Linked DNA regions of Pan troglodytes: region 2 is linked to region 1. The links are chromatin contacts, called in public Hi-C maps. All regions are on one chromosome and are shown on one strand. The core of a region is the stretch at or near the end of the contact, and the rest is flanking DNA. Distances in the headings are between cores, read along the strand shown.

Region 1 (3,450 bases), core at 646-3,145:
GTATTAAGATGGCTTTTATCAAAACAAAACAAAACCAAACAAGTACTGGAGAGCATCTGGAAACGTTGTCCGTTGCTGATGGGAATGAAAACAGACAGCTTGGTGGTTCCTCAAAAAGTTGAATATAGAATTACTATATGATCCAGCAGTTCCACTCCTAGGACTATACCCAAAATAATAGAAAACAAGGGCTGGAACAGATGCTTCTGTGTTACTGTCCATTGCAATATCATTCACTGTAGCCAAAAGATGGAAACAACCCAAGTGTCCATCAACAGATGAATGGATAAACAAAATACGTTATGTACATAAAATGGAATATCACTGAGCCTAACAAATGAAATCCTGATACATGCTACAACACAGATGAACCGTCAGGACATTATGCTGTGGGAAATAAGCCAGACACAAACTATCAAGCAATATATGCGCTTCCATTTATATGAGGTATCTAGAATGGACCAATTCATGGAGACTGAAAGTAGATCAAAGGTTACCGGGGGCTGTGGGGAGGTGGAATGGAGAGTTATTGCTCAATGGCTACAGAATTCTTACCTGGGAAAATGAAAAGTATTGGAAATAGTGGTGATGGTTGCACAATATTGCGAATGTAATAAATGTCAGTGACTTGTACACTTAAGAATTATTAATGGCTGGGCACGGTGGCTCACGCCTGTAATCCCAGCACTTTGGGAGGCCAAGACGGGCGGATCACAAGGTCAGGAGATCAAGACCATCTTCGCCAACATGGTGAAACCTGGTCTCTACTAAAATGTAAAAAATTAGCCGGGTGTGGTGGTGCGCACCTGTAGTCCCAGCTACTCAGGAGGCTGAGGTAGAGGAATCGCTTGAACCCGGGAGGCGGAGGTTGCAGTGAGCTGAGATCGTGCCATTGCACTCCAGCCTGGCAACAGAGCAAGATTCTGTCTCAAAAAAAAAAAAAATTATTAACATGGCAAATTTCATGATATATACATATTTTACAATTTTTAAAATTAATAATGTAATATACCCAAAACCATTGCAGATATACTTTGGGTGAATTACATAGCATGTGAATTATATCTCAATAAAGCTGTCTTGGGTGGGCACAGTGGCTCACATCTGTAATCTCAGCACTTTAGGAGGCTGAGGCAGGAGGACAACTTGAGGCCAGTAATTTGAGACCAGCCTGGGCAACATAGTGAGACCCCCATCTCTACAAAATCTTTTAAAAATTAGCCGGGTGTGGTGGCAAGTGCCTGTAGTCCTAGCTACTCAGGAGGCTGAGGCAGGAGGATTGCTTGAGCCCGGGAGTTTGAGGTTACAGTGAGCTATGATCATGCCGCTGCACTCCAGCCTGGGCCACAGAGCAAGACCCTGTCAAATAAATAAATAAGCTGTTTTTTAAAAATCACTGTAATTAAAAACAAAAACTCCTGGATACCTAAGGTTGGCAAAATGCTGATCGTTGTTGTGGCTGGCTGAATTCTAAAGGTTTCAAGATTCTAATTTTGTACTGCTCTGAAGGGACTTTGCAGATGGAATTTAGATGACTAAGTAGCTGACGTTAAAACAGGCAAATTATCCTGGGTTATCCAGGCAGGCCCTTAAAAACAGGAGGGAGGCAGAAGAGTCAGAGAGATAAGGCAGAAACAGAAAGCGGGAGAGGAGAGGGTGAAGGGGGAGAGGGACTATTTACACTTCCCTTTAGGTTATAGGCACAGAGAAACCTTTAGGCTGAACTTAAAATATGTGAGTAGCTTTAGGCTAAACTTGATTTAACAGGGAAAAACAGGACTTTGCAAAAATTCTTTTAGGGAGTGTACTATCGAGCACATTTGAAGACCACAGGTCTGGAAAGCGGGGAAGACGGGACCCAGAGTCCCCCGCAGCAGCGTCACGGCCCAGCTCTGGTTCTCAAGTTGGGCTGCTGTTTTTCCCTTTTTTCTCTTCCGCCAGGATGCCAGGCGCTGCTGAAAGCTGCAGCCGAAAGGATTTAGAATTCCTTACAACGGAGAAAGGGTCTTTGCTCAGACAACATGGACTTAAGAGACGGAAGGGCCAAAAAGGCTTGAAAACAGGCTCGAAGAGCGGCTTCCTGGTAGCTAGAAGCTTAAGTGGGGACAGATGAGCTTAAGTGGCAAGCCTGCGTGTGTGCTCTCCAGCCCCCGTGATTCAGTTTAAATCTGGGCGGGTCTCCTCAAAGACAGTTCCAGAAGGGGCCACGTGAGGGCAGTAAGAGCCTCTCAATGCCTGTTTTCGGGGGAAGAGAGAAGTGAGGGCGGAGCGCGGGGAGCGTCCCAGGCCTGGCTACCCGGATAACTTCCCCAAAAGAAGCTATGCTCGGACCTTCCCCTCGTCCCACTCAAGAGCTTTCTTCATATGGGTGAGTTGCCCAACTGCTAGCAAAAGAACTTCCCAATTATGGTCAAGCCTCTTCATCTAAACTCAGATTTCCACCAAATAGCCCAGCCCTTTTCCTCCCCAAGTCATCTCCTTACTCAAACATTTGCAGACATTCATCACACGAGATCCCCAGCCGTGGGCTCAGCATCTTACACCGAGGTACGAAAACACAGAAGTATTCCTGAGTGTATTCTGTGTATGCAAAAGTGCATACGTCTCTTTGTGGACCAGGTTCTGAGTGAATCTAAGTGGAAAACACGGAATAGCAGGCTAATTCCAGAAAATGCAGGGCTTTTGCAAATAAGTGGGCGTCTAGTCGCTAAGCAGGTAGTAATAACAGGTGGTGCTAAATGATTGCTTCAAACCACTTTGTTAAGGGGATCAGAGAAGGGAGAAGGCTCAGGAGAGAGAGTGCAGAAAGAAGCTTTTATTAGCTGGATGGAAATGGGAAAACTAACTCAGGATAACCTTATGTAGTAGAATTTATTGTGCCCATTGAGTAAGTCAGGAAACTGAGGGTTAAGGAGGTGAAGTAACTTGGCAAAGGTCACGCCGTCAGAGCAGAGTCCAGCTCCAGATTTGGTTTACTCTAAATACCCTTCCTCACCCCCCTTTTTAAGAAATACCTTAAATAAAAATTTATTTTTACTTTATCTTACATTATTATTTATTTGTATTCAGCACATTTTCATTTAGAAAGTTGGAAAATAAAGGCACAAGAAAAACAAATAACAGTAATTTCATTACTCAATAATGGCCTCATCACTACAATCTTGTCCAGAAATGTTGTAAACACACACACACACACGCACAATACTGTTACATATATTTTTGTAAGATATATATATATAACAAAAAATGCGATCCTGTTATACTTTTCCGTATTTTTGTTTTCCATTTAAATAAATGTGCATATGAACATTGATCAACTACATAATAGTATCATACTCTATTATATGGACAATAAACTCTCACCAATTCATTTATTGATGAACTTTTAGGGTGTTTCTATGTGTTTTTTGATGTGATAAATAACAATAAACCAATAAACACCCACATACT
Region 2 (3,450 bases), core at 601-3,100, 470 kb after region 1:
ACATAATAGACACTCAATAAGTATTTGTCGAATGACTAGCTCTGCTGAAATGAGGGATTAGTCCTCTTTTTAGGATAACTCATTCTAATTCACAAAATGAAAATTTTACAATATCAACAGAGGCCATTTACTACCTTTCCTGAGGATAAAAATAGTATACTTTTTCTGGCAACCAATTATTACTTTCTTGCCTTTTCTTTTTTGTTGTTGTTGTTTGTTTGTTTGTTTTTGAGACAGAGTCTCGTTCTGTCACCCAGGCTGGAGTGCAATGGCGCGATCTCGGCTCACTGCAACCTCCGCCTCCTGGGTTCAAGCGATCCTCCTGCCTCAGCCTCCTGAGTAGCTGGGACTGCAGGTGCCCACCACTACGCCCGACTAATTTTTGTATTTTTAGTAGAGACAGGGTTTCACCATGTTACCCAGGCTAGTCTCGAACTCCTGCCCTCAAGTGATCCGCCCACCTCGGCTTCCCAAAGTGCTGGGATTACACGCGTGAGCCACCGCGAGCCAAAGTACTTTTTTCCCTTAAGCCTGTTTGAGTTGGGTCTTCTGTCATCCAAGACTTTTTTTCAATAATACAGTCACCTTCTGTTTCCACACTTGTGGAAACTTAAAAAAAAAAAAAAAAAAAAAAAAAACCGCGGCCGAGCGCGGTGGCTCACGCCTGTAATCCAAGCATTTTGGGAGGCCGAGGCGGGCGGATCACCTGAGGTCAGGAGCTGGAGACCAGCCTGGCCAACATGGCGAAACCTCGTCTCTACAAAAAAAATACAAAAATTAGCTGGGCGCAGTGGCGGGCGCCTGTAATCCCAGCCACTCAGGAGGCTGAGGCAGGAGAATCGCTTGAACCCAGGAGGCGGAGGTTGCAGCGAGCCGAGATCGCGCCATTGCACTACAGCTTGGGTGACAGAGTGAGACTCCGTCTCAAAAACAAAAGCAGAAACAAAAACCGCCCCCATAGCCCAGCCGCTCGTTCTCATCCTTCTCTCCCATCCTCACCCCAGTGCCTTCACCGCCCCGTCCCCGCTTTCCGGCTGCCTCGGCGCGGGCCTGGTGGGCCAGGAGGGCTCCCACCCGGGGCAAAGCCGCAAGACGCGGGGCCGGCGTTCTGCCTGGAAGGCGCGCTGCGGCCACCCTTCCCCAGGTCCCCGGAGCCCACGTTCTCCCAGCTCGCCCGGCTCCCGTTTCGCTCCCAGCTCCAGTATGAACCCGGAGCACGTGCAGTTCTACCCTGATTGGCTCGTCATCATCGTGCTCCACAGCCTAGTCCCCAGCTCGCTGTCTGTCACCCTGCGTTCCCAGAGCACAGAACCGGGCAAAGAGCCGGGAACCCACGGCACCAGAGCTAATCCCTGATGAGTCACCGCTCCAGGCGCGGACACTCGGGCTTCCTCGCCCCACTCTACGGGCCAAGGAGATGTCAGCAGGATCCCACCTCCCACAGCAGTCGAGCAAGAGAGCACGCGGAACAAAGGAGCTCTGCGTGATTTCACACAAGAGCCACTCGGATTTCCTTCAAATCTGAGGCAAAGCGCATTTCCCTTCGCGGCTCCGGGCAGCCTCCGAGCACCGGGTCTCCGGCACTACCTCCCCTGGGCCGTGGGGTGGCAGCAAACGTCAAGGGGGATGCGCATGCTCTGTGTGGGGCCTCGCGCTTCGTCCCCGCGGCCGCCGAGTGACGGAAGTGCGTGCTTAGGCTCATGGGAAATGTGGTTTCTAAACCGCGGGCGCCCCCTGCCTGGGCCCAGAGCGGGACTTCAGCTCCCGGCCGGCTGGCGGACGCGTGTGGAAACGCGGGAGGAGAGGGCGGGGCGAGTGGGAGAAAAGGTGGGCGGAGCCGGTGGGAAGGCGAGGCGGAGGGGGCGGGGCTTCGGCCGGCTAAGCCGCGGCCACCCGCGGTCTGAGGGACCGGAGGAGCGGGGCCGGGAGCTGCGAGGAGCCCCCCCAGACGTCGCCGAGCGCGAGGGTGGGCGTGCTCGGAGGGTCGCTCGTCAGCCGCCGCCCCTCAGTCTCCGCACTTGCAGGTCCCCTCCCTCTCCGCCGGGACGCGGTAGAGCCCGGCTCGCGGCGGGGGCGGCCAATGCGAAACTGGCTGGTGCTGCTGTGCCCGTGTGTGCTCGGGGCCGCGCTGCACCTCTGGCTGCGGCTGCGCTCCCCGCCGCCCGCCCGCGCCTCCGGGGCCGGCCCTGCAGGTGAGGTCCTGGGGCCGGGCGGGTTGGCGGCCGCCGTGGGGGTGGGAGGCCCGGCTTGGTGCCGCGGGGCTTCGCCGGGAATTGTTGGAGGCGGGGGAAGGGCCAAACGCGACGGTCCCCAGACGAAACAAACGGCTCTTTTCATCCTTGGAGCGTTAACATCGGGCAAACTTGAGGGAGCTTTTCTCTTTTCGTGTCCCCGCCGCTTCTCACTTCCCCGTTTCCCTTAACGGCCGCAGAGCCGGCGCCCGCAGCTGCAAGTCCTTCGCCCGTCCCCAGGCCTGGTTAGTGATGTCCGACGCCGCCGGTTCGCCCGGGAGCGGAACCTCGTGTGCCCTTCAGCCGCCAGCGCTTTCTGCTTTGGGAGCTCTGGCTCTGAAGTTGTTTTCTTCCCCTCCAAGTTGTTGGTCTTTCTCGGTCAAGACTGGGGTTTTAGTGCCGTGGATAATGTGTGTGCGTGTTTTCAAAGGTGGCTCGGTTTTGCTTTTAAGGAATAACTTTGCTGTAACAATATACTGTAGTTCGTATTCTTGGATTATGATGTAAGTCGGTTAAACAAATCTAGACATGAAATAGGGCATGGCCGAGAGTGGAGTTGTTCCTGAGTTTGGATCGCATAACCTGCTAATGCAGTTTACATGGAAATATCAAATTCTTTAACGATCATGTCCATTTGCTCTAAAACTTAATCTCTCGTAGGAATGAAACCTTTGTTCTTGTTTCGCGTCACAGCCTAATAGAATGCTTTACTCACGGTGCCCAGCCGATTGTTTTGTTAGTGGGTTCCACCACCCTGAACACTACTTTAGCTTTCCCTGTATCTCTTGTCTTCTTCTTTAATGGCTTGCCCTAGAACATGAAAGAAACCTAGAAAGCTCTTTTAAATATTATGTAATACTTAATTTTGTAACTATACTGGGACTTTTTTTCCTTACCATCTCTCCCCAAAACAGCTGTTTTCTAATCCAAAAGTTCTTAAAATTAGAATTGAGTGTTTGCAGTTCAGCACTCTATGCCTTATAAGTAGAAAGTATTCGGCAATCCTCAAAACAGTCTCAGTTATATGAAATTATGTTGAGGTTATTTTGGTAACAGTCTCTTTTCCTATTAGATCACTAGCTCTTTGAAAAGGATTTGTGTGACCTGAATAGAATTAAACACTATTTAAGTGATTTAATGAAAGTACAGTGTTGCTATGCACTTAACCAGTTAATGGGGTCAGGGTTTTGCTCAGTGTTTTTTAGGTTTTTGTGAAGTG

Evidence for each region. A called contact is a pair of places that touch in the nucleus more often than the background predicts.
Region 2: a contact with region 1 is called in a Hi-C map of stem cell-derived neural progenitor cells, with 5 times the contacts expected there. The contact joins the promoter of B3GALNT2 here to the enhancer-like site in region 1. A contact is called at or near these places in 1 of 7 Hi-C or Micro-C datasets (stem cell-derived neural progenitor cells) and 1 of 1 datasets of contacts at active chromatin or transcription factors (stem cell-derived excitatory neurons).

Annotation. Positions count from the first base shown.
Region 1 is chr1:13,193,571-13,197,020 of NHGRI_mPanTro3-v2.0_pri, forward strand. No RefSeq gene overlaps it. Among named protein-coding and RNA genes, the nearest start is that of LYST, 88 kb to the right of the region's middle. Within about 2 kb of position 1,896, at least 13 of the 24 cell types and tissues checked have an H3K27ac peak or open chromatin away from gene starts, as enhancers often do. A contact at or near this core is called in stem cell-derived neural progenitor cells, where this site is marked.
Region 2 is chr1:13,659,109-13,662,558 of NHGRI_mPanTro3-v2.0_pri, forward strand. B3GALNT2 (beta-1,3-N-acetylgalactosaminyltransferase 2) reads left to right here and starts at 1,851. Exons shown (of 13, transcript XM_054660491.2): 1 at 1,851-2,192. The coding sequence starts at 2,081.